Linked DNA regions of Sus scrofa: region 1 is linked to region 2. The links are chromatin contacts, called in public Hi-C maps. All regions are on one chromosome and are shown on one strand. Each heading gives the region's core, a stretch centred on a gene start, on an enhancer-like site or on the middle of the called end of the contact. The rest is flanking DNA. Distances are from core to core; before and after follow the strand shown.

Region 1 (4,105 bases), core at 81-2,580, 63 kb before region 2:
ACAGAAAACTGTAAACCGACTATAATGAGAAAAAAATCATTAAAAAAATGAAACAATAGTACAGTGATAAAGCAGAGTCCCAGTTCCTCCTCAAGGAATATATATATGTAGCTATCTTTGAGGGGTTGTTTGTTTGGAAGTTCTCTGGCTAGGGGTTGAATTGGAGCTGTAGCTGCACCACAGCCACAGCAACGCCAGATCTGAGCCACATCTATGACCTACTCTGCAGCTCATGGCAATGCCGGATCCCTAACCCACCGAGGGAGGCCAGGGATGGAGCCTCATGGATACCAGCCGGGTTCATCACCTGCTGAGCCACAACAGGAACTCCTATCTTTGAGTTCTTTTGCAGGAACTAAGGCCTCTACCCAAGTGGAGGATGGTAACCTCAATCTGAATACCAGATTCCTGGAACATCATCACCCTGTTACCTCACCACCAACTAGTCACAAGAAAGTCTGCACACAGTTAGTGGTAAGGAAGAGTCTGACCCCCTCACAAAAGACTGATTGTGATTATCTCCCCTACTTTATCCCTTTAAAACCTTTCGTGGTCCCTCAGAATCTTCAGAATTGGTTCTTCAACACAAGTCCACCTTCTTACCAGGTTTCTGGTCATCTAAATAAAGCAACTTTTCCTTTCCAACCAACACCTGTCTCCAGCGGGGAGGAGCCCAACCTGAGCTCAGTTTCCTTCTCTTCTTAAAAGTGTGTCCTGACTGCCCTTCTTATGTACAGTAAATAATTTGGAACATAGCAATTCCTTAACAACCACTTTCCCATAAAATTCAAGTCAAAATCAACAAACCTTGTTACATAATAAAGCAAATTTTACTGAGTCATAACCAGAATGCACCCTAGAGCAAGCGCTCTTCTCCCAGATTTGCTTTAACAATGTATAGACCACTCTGGGGCATTGGCGGATTTTTCCATTTGCTGTTCTAGCATTTGCTTTCTCACAGCCTTCTGCAGTTAGGACTGCTATTTTCCACGCAGGGGGGAACACTATAGCCGCCCCTCAAAAAAAAGAAGACACTTTTCCGGCTCATCTACTTAAAAAAGACAAACCAATGATGACGGCCCTCACTTCCCACATCTCCCAGCTAGCACCCTTTCCTTTCAGGGCGTGTTTATGCTGGCGGTCACCGCCGATTGGCTGGTGCCGCTTACAATGATCGAGGGGCCTTCAGCGGGCAACGGAGGGTGATTGGCTTATGGGGACCCACCCCCTCGCCAATTAGTTGGCGTCTGCAAAACCGCGGACTGGTGGAGCGTGTGGGCGTGCCTGGCTCAAGGCTGCTTTACTTCCAGCTCCCCTTACAAGGCAGAGATGGCGGCTTCAGCTTGGCTACTCGGTAGGCGCTTTGCGAGCTGGAGGCCGCGGCCGCAGCTACAGGCGTTCAGTGGCCTGATTACCCAGCAGGCCAGCTCGCTGTTGCCGGTGGATGATGTGATCAATGGTCTCAGTGAGGAGCAGAAGCAGGTAGGGAGCCCGACCGCCTTCCCGGCCCCTTCTCCCTGCTTCGTGGTCGCCTGGGCGCTTTTCTGCGCGGAATTCACTCAGCTGCCGCTTTTGATAAGGGAGCGCCAGCGCTGGGGGGGTAGCGGGCCTTAGCCTTCCCTCTGTGGCGGTAGCAAGGCTGAGCTGTCGGAGTTAGTGGAGAAATTGCGGACAGGAACGCTCCAGGGAGTCTGAGGGGTTTTTTGGTGGAGGGTTGGCAAGGTTATCCGTGTGTGGCAAAAGGGCCTGTAATCTGTCCGAAGTACTCTTACACCTCAACACTGTCTAAGGCTGCAGTCCTCGAGCCTGATTAATCATCACCATAGAATCTTTATGTGAATACCCACCTTGGGGTGGGGGTGAAATACACATTGTAGTCTACTCCTCCTGTCAGAGTACAAAGTGGAACAAAAACTTGAATGATGTCGTTACAAATGGAGCTGAACTGTGGTGTAGGTCGCAGAGGCGGCTCAGATCCCGCTTTGCTGTGGCCATGGTGCAGGCCGGCAGCTACTGGTGCGGCTCTAAAAAGACCAATAAATAAATAAATAAATAAATAAATAAAAATGGAGCTGAACCAGAGCCATTCTTGGGGGAAGGAGACTGGGTTCACTTGGACACTGGTTTGGATTCCTGGAAGAGTGATTCTTCCATGGCTCTAAGCAACTGTCTGAACTTGGCCAGAGGCCAAAGCCTAGTTGCATTTACAGTCAGCAGATAGAGTTTTGAATCACTTCTGGCAGAAAGTGTTCAATCCTAGTTCTCAAGCTTTCCAGCCCAGAAGAATTTATTTTTCGTTCTTTCCTTTTTTTTTTTTTTTTTTTTTGCATTTTAGGGCTGCACCCGAGGCATATGGAAGTTCCCAGGCTAGGGGTCAAATTGGAGAATTGGAGCTGTAGCCACTGGCCTACACCACAGCCACAGCAAAGTAGGATCTGACCTGCGTCTGTGACCAACACCACAGCTCAGAGCAACGCCCAGATTCCCGATCCACTGATCGAGGCCAGGAATTGAATCTGCATCCTCATGGATCCTAGGATCCTAGTTGGATTGTTTCTGCTGTGCCATGATGGGAACTCCCAGCCCAGAAGAGTTTCTAATTTCTCTTGAGTAATAATCCCTTTTAGCCAAAGGCTTTGGTGTGTCTAAAAGTGCCTGAAAGTGCAGAGAACTGAAGGGAGTGTGACTGGAGAGCAGTGAGTTGGGGATGAGAAAGGTACTTGGGGAGGCTGGAAAGGCCTGCAGGGAGTCACCTCACAGGGCCTTCTAGTCCTGAGTAAAGAGTTGGGGTTGTTTTGGTTTCTGGTTTTTCGTTTTTACCATTTTTAAAATTGAAGTGTAGTTAATTTACAATGTTGTTAGTTTCAGGTATACACAAAGTGACTCAGTTATGCATACATATATATAATGAGTTTTTCCTTTAAGTACAGTGGAAAGCCATGCAATGATTTATGTAGGGGAGTGACATTTAAAAAAAGAATCTTCAGGGAGTTCCCCTTGTGGGTTAAGAACCCAAGTAGTTAGTATCCATGAGGATGTGGGTTTGATCCCTGGCCTCACTCAGTAGATTAAGAATCTCATGTTGCCTCAAGCTGCAGTGTAGGTTGCAGATGCAGGTCAGATCTGGCATTGCTGTGGCTGTGGTTTAGGCAGGGAGCTACAGCTCCAATTCAACCCCTAGCCTGGAAACTTCCATAGGCCACAGGTGCAGCCCTAAGAAAGGAAAATTAAAAGAAAGATAATCTTAAAAAAAAAAAAAATCTTTCAGCAGTTCCCGTTGTGGCTCAGTGGAGACAAATCTGACTAGCACCCATGAGGATGCAGGTTCAGTCCCTGGCCTCGCTCAGTTAAGGATCCAGCATTGCCATGAGCTGTTGCGTAGGCACAGATGTGGCTTGGATCCCACATTGCTGTGGCTGTGGTGTAGGCCAGCAGCTGCAGGTCAAATTCGACCCCTAGCCTGGGAACCTCCATATCCTGGCAGGTGCAGCCCCAAAAAGACAAAAAAAAAAGCTCTTCAGAAAGAGAGGTGAAGATCATCTCTGAGGAAGCATAAACTGGTAGGGCCTCTAAGTGTTGTTTCGATGCTGTTTGGTGAGGTTACCTGTGGCCCGTTTCCCTGAAGGGGCCCTCAGTAGTGGTGATGCTGTCCTCAGGGGCAGTATTATACTATATTTCAGCTGCATCTGCCCACTTGTCTCCCTCTAGCTTCGTCAGACCATGACTAAGTTCCTTCAGGAGCACCTAGCCCCCCAGGCCCAGGAGATCGACCAAAGCAACGAGTTCAAGAACCTGCGAGTGAGTCGTGAGGCCCACACTAAGGGGGACAGAGCGGGCAGTGTGGGAGCTGCATTGCTGCCTGGCAGGGCTCACCAGTCTTCTGATGAATGAAAGCTCTCTAAGAATGCAGCCCCTTTCTGTGAAGTGTTTGGGTCTCATTATTTCAGATGTGCCAGGCACCTGTGACTGGCTGCCTTCTCCCAACCCACTGCACTCTGTTCTGTTGGCAGGAGTTTTGGAAGCAGCTAGGGAACCTGGGGGTCTTGGGCATCACAGCCCCTGGTGAGTATGTTTTCTTTCCCTTCAGAGAACTTTTCTTTTTTAT
Region 2 (4,433 bases), core at 650-3,149:
TTTGTCTAGGGACTCCCCCAGAGTAAGTGGCTATTCCTGTATTCAGACTGCCTCACTGTGACTGCTAACACAGAAAACTCAGAGAAATGAACACGTGGTCCAGTTAACAACTTCTCAAAATTTTTTTTCTTTTGTAGTTAACCATTAAAAAAAAAAAAAAAAAAATTTCAGTAGAAACAAGCTCACCATCAGAAATCTATCTTTAGTGCTATCGGAGAGCCAGACTGAACCCTGATGCAAACTTCTTTTTTTTTTTTTGCCATTTATTGGGCCGCTCTCACGGCATATGGAGTTCCCAGGCTAGGGGTCGAATCGGAGCTGTAGCCGCCGGCCTACGCCAGAGCCACAGCAACGCGGGATCCGAGCCGTGTCTGTGACCTACACCACAGCTCACGGCAACGCCGGATCTTTAACCCACTGAGCAAGGCCAGGGATCGAACCCGCAACCTCATGGTTCCTAGTCGGATTCGTTAACCACTGTGCCACGATGGGAACTCCTGATGCAAACTTCTAAATTGGTGCATGGTGCATCCTAAGAAGCACCCAACCACTCAGACAGTGGGAGGAGGGAACCTACCCAGAAGCTGGGAGGCTACCAGGCTTCCCATTCTTTCTCCTTGCTCATCCACTGTACAGACATTACCAGGATTGGGGGCCATTTGTGAGTCCTCCAGCTTTGTCTCAGCCCTCAGGACCCCTCATCCTCTGAATTCCTCCCATCAGTGGGACCTCCTTTCTTTCACTAAACAAGTCCTTTGGCATCTTCCCCTGTTCCTGTTCCATCACTCCTCAGTACAGTGTGTTCAGGGGTCAGCTGCTTTCTCTCTCCATGTCTGTGCTCCATTAATCTGAAGAACCATGTTTAGGAATTTAGGTTTTAGAATTAAACCAACCCATATAGAGTCTCAGCTTCCCAGAACCTCTGTTTCTTTAGCTGCATGGAGGGGAATACCCAGGGCAGCTGTGACAACTAAAGGAGATAATGAGTACAAAACACTGAATGGACACCAGCCTCAATAAATGTGGGCCCTGTTTCAGAGCCTCACTGGCTCCCCACACATAACAGAATAAAGTCTGGTTGCTTAGCGAGGTACCCAGTTGAGATCAGTAAAGGCTGGCTACTGATGTCCAAGGCATTCCACCTGGCCAGCCTGGTTCCATGGAGCACATACTTGGCCCCAGGCAAGGAGGCTGCTGCTCTGTGCCCCCAGCTCCTCATCCTTCAAAATGTGTGCCTATCACATCAGTGGTCATCAGGCACCAATTTGACTTTGGCCCCTTACTAGAGTGTGTCCCACCTCTTCAGGCCTGGGGGAAGGAAGACAGAGAAGAGTCCCTTTATTAGCATTCAGCATTACCCGGTGGATAAATACTGAAACTGCCAGGTACTGTAAAAAAAAAAAAAAAAAAAATCTAAGGGTCACCATGGAGATGAGCCATTGTCAGTGCCTGACAGTCTAGTTCCTCTTTATTGGAGTGGCCAGAACAGGGCGGGTAGATGGTCGACATTGGGGGCTCTGCTTCCAGCAAGAAAAGACCTCCAGAAATTCGGGACTGCGAAGACCCCCTGCTCCAGCCCCGCTGTAAAAGTAAGGGCTCGGCCCGGCCGGAGTGTGCGGCAGGGAGTTGCGGGGAGGTCCCCTCCGTCCAGCTCTTGAGGGCAGGAGCTGTGCGGAAGAGGGAGCCTCGGCCTGGGTCTTTTTTGCCTTCGGGGCCTCCGCAGCTTTTGTCCCCAAACCTGGTGGACCAGGGCGGCGCTGGCTCAGGCTCCCTCTCCAGGGTGGGGGTCTGCACGCGCCCTCCCAGTCTGCTCGCAGCAGGGGCTCCCGCCCCTCTCCCCGCCCCCGGCCTGGGCCCGCCCCCGCGCCTGTGTCAAGGCGGGGCCGGGGGCGGAGAGCGCCGGGCGGGACATCCGGCCCAGGTCCCTCGCCGCGCCCGCCGCCCGCCGCCCGCTCCGGCGCCGCAGCCCGGGAGTCGGCCACCCCCTCGCGCCGGGGCCTCCCACCAGCGCTCCCATTCCCTCCCCTCTCCTGGCTGCACGGTCCCCAGCCCTCGGGCCCGCCCCTAGACCGAGCTCGCCTCCCGTACAGCCCTCAGGTCGGCCGGGCCCGCGCAGGCCCCCGTCCCGGGAGCACGATGTTCCCCCGCCCGCTGACCCCGCTGGCGGCCCCAAATGGCGCCGAGCCCCTGGGCAGGGCGCTGAGGCGGGTCCCCTCGGGCAGGGCCCGGGCCGGGCTGGGGGCGCCGCCCCTGCTGCTGCCGTCCATGCTGATGTTCGCCGTGATCGTGGCCTCCAGCGGGCTGCTGCTCATGATCGAGCGGGGCATCCTGGCCGAGATGAAGCCCCTTCCTCTGCACCCTCCCAACCGCGAGGGCGCGGTGTGGCGCGAGACGGTCCCCAGGTCTGGGGGGCTGCTCCTCGATGCCGGGGACTCGGACTTGCAGGTGAGGCAAGACGTCCGGAACCGGACCTTGAGGGCAGTGTGCGGACAACCAGGCATGCCCCGGGACCCCTGGGACTTGCCGGTGGGACAGCGGCGCACCCTGCTGCGCCACATCCTCGTGAGTGACCGTTACCGCTTCCTCTACTGCTACGTGCCCAAGGTGGCTTGCTCGAACTGGAAGCGGGTGCTGAAGGTGCTGGCGGGTGTCCTGGACAACGTGGACGTCCGCCTCAAGATGGACCACCGCAGCGACTTGGTGTTCCTGGCCGACCTACGGCCTGACGAGATTCGCTACCGCCTGCAGCACTACTTCAAGTTCCTGTTTGTGCGAGACCCCTTGGAACGCCTTCTCTCTGCTTACCGCAACAAGTTTGGCGAGATTCGAGAGTACCAGCAGCGCTATGGGGCCGAGATCGTGAGGCGGTACCGGGCTGGAGCGGGACCCAGCCCCGCAGGGGACGATGTCACCTTCCCTGAGTTCCTGAGATACCTGGTGGACGAGGACCCCGAGCGCATGAATGAGCACTGGATGCCCGTGTATCACCTCTGTCAGCCTTGTGCCGTGCGCTACGACTTTGTGGGTTCCTATGAGAGGCTGGAGGCAGACGCCAACCAGGTGCTGGAGTGGGTGCGGGCACCGCCCCATGTCCGATTTCCAGCTCGCCAGGCCTGGTACCGGCCGGCTAGCCCAGAAAGCCTGCACTACCACCTGTGCAGTGCCCCCAGGGCCGTGCTGCAGGATGTGTTACCTAAGTATATCCTGGACTTCTCCCTGTTTGCCTACCCACTGCCTAATGTCACCAGGGAGGCCTGTCATCAGTAACCATGGGTGTGGGCCAGGAGCTGCTGGGGACTGGTTTTGACAATGCCAGTTTCTGTGTTACCATCTGCCATACAAAGAAACCCTGGCTCTGGGGCCTGGGGCTTCTCCAGATGGAAAAGACTGCCTTTGGATGTTCCTTGTCCAGGGTGGGTGCCCACAGTGGCTCAGAGGACAGGGTTGGACAGGTGATCTGGTGCTCTCCAAAGGGGAGGTTTCTTGGGGGGCCAGTGTGATCCTTCTTGCCCTGGCAGAGCCAGATTCCAGTTTGCCAGTGAAGCAACACATCTGTCCTAAAGATTGGCGGCAGGGCCCTGCTTGCCTGGATTGTGCAGTCCACTTAGTCCACCTTATTTTAAACCTGTGGCCAAACTCAGGAGGTCTACCAGAGCTGGGATCCCTGTGGCCCATTCATCACTTCCATGTGCCTCAGGGCTGGAGTCCGAAGTCGTGCCTTATGAATGACTTTTGTATCTTTCTACTTCAGACTTAGAATTTCCTACACTTGCCAGATTCTTTTCATTTTTCCAAGGAAAGGAAAACTGAAAGGGCCCTTGCCTGGTAGCACCAGGATCTGGCCCTGCAGCATCCAAAGATCCCTGTGTGGCTAGTGTATCTTGCTGCCACTTTTTTAGTGCATTTATTTAAAATTTGTATTTTTTGATAGAACCTTTGAGAAGGCTTTGTTTTCCCAATAGCTGAATTTTTAATAAAGCCATTTTGTATATAAAGTCAGCATCTCTGATTCTCCCTCTGAGCTCCTGTGTATCTTCCTGAGGTCTCTCTCCCCTGCTCAGGAGAGGGAGCTCACAGGTGGAGAAAGTAAGACAAAATTGGAACTTGCTAGGGCCAGTGCAGTGGGCCACTGTCATAGCATGGAGACTTTGGGGGCTTCCCATAAGCCAGACTGGATTGCAGTCTCAGCTTCTGAGATGCCACCAAAGGGCAAGCCTGTTAGGAATATACCCAGGTCTAGAGCACATCTACATGATCATTCCCTGAAGAAGGGAGGAGAGGTAGGTAAGAGATATTCCTCCTCTTACAAAGGAGATGAAAAGGGGGATCGTTGTGTGAGCAAGGGGAGGTTGTTTCCTGACACTGAGAATTATAAGGAAGGCAAGGCAGTTGAACCAGGGCAGGCTTTTGCTGACTTCAATCGAGAGGAAGTT

Evidence for each region. Hi-C and Micro-C count contacts between places; a contact is called where the count stands out from the background.
Region 1: a contact with region 2 is called in a Hi-C map of liver, with 2.7 times the contacts expected there. The contact joins the promoter of IVD here to the promoter of CHST14 in region 2. A contact is called at or near these places in 1 of 47 Hi-C or Micro-C datasets (liver) and 1 of 2 datasets of contacts at active chromatin or transcription factors (alveolar macrophages).

The regions. Positions count from the first base shown.
Region 1 is chr1:130,907,807-130,911,911 of Sscrofa11.1, reverse strand. IVD (isovaleryl-CoA dehydrogenase) reads left to right here and starts at 1,330. Exons shown (of 12, transcript NM_001167635.1): 1 at 1,330-1,482; 2 at 3,709-3,798; 3 at 4,011-4,062. The coding sequence starts at 1,330.
Region 2 is chr1:130,844,669-130,849,101 of Sscrofa11.1, reverse strand. It overlaps CHST14 (carbohydrate sulfotransferase 14), which reads left to right and starts at 1,899. Exons shown (of 1, transcript XM_003121594.4): 1 at 1,899-3,999. The coding sequence starts at 2,137. The coding sequence ends at 3,267.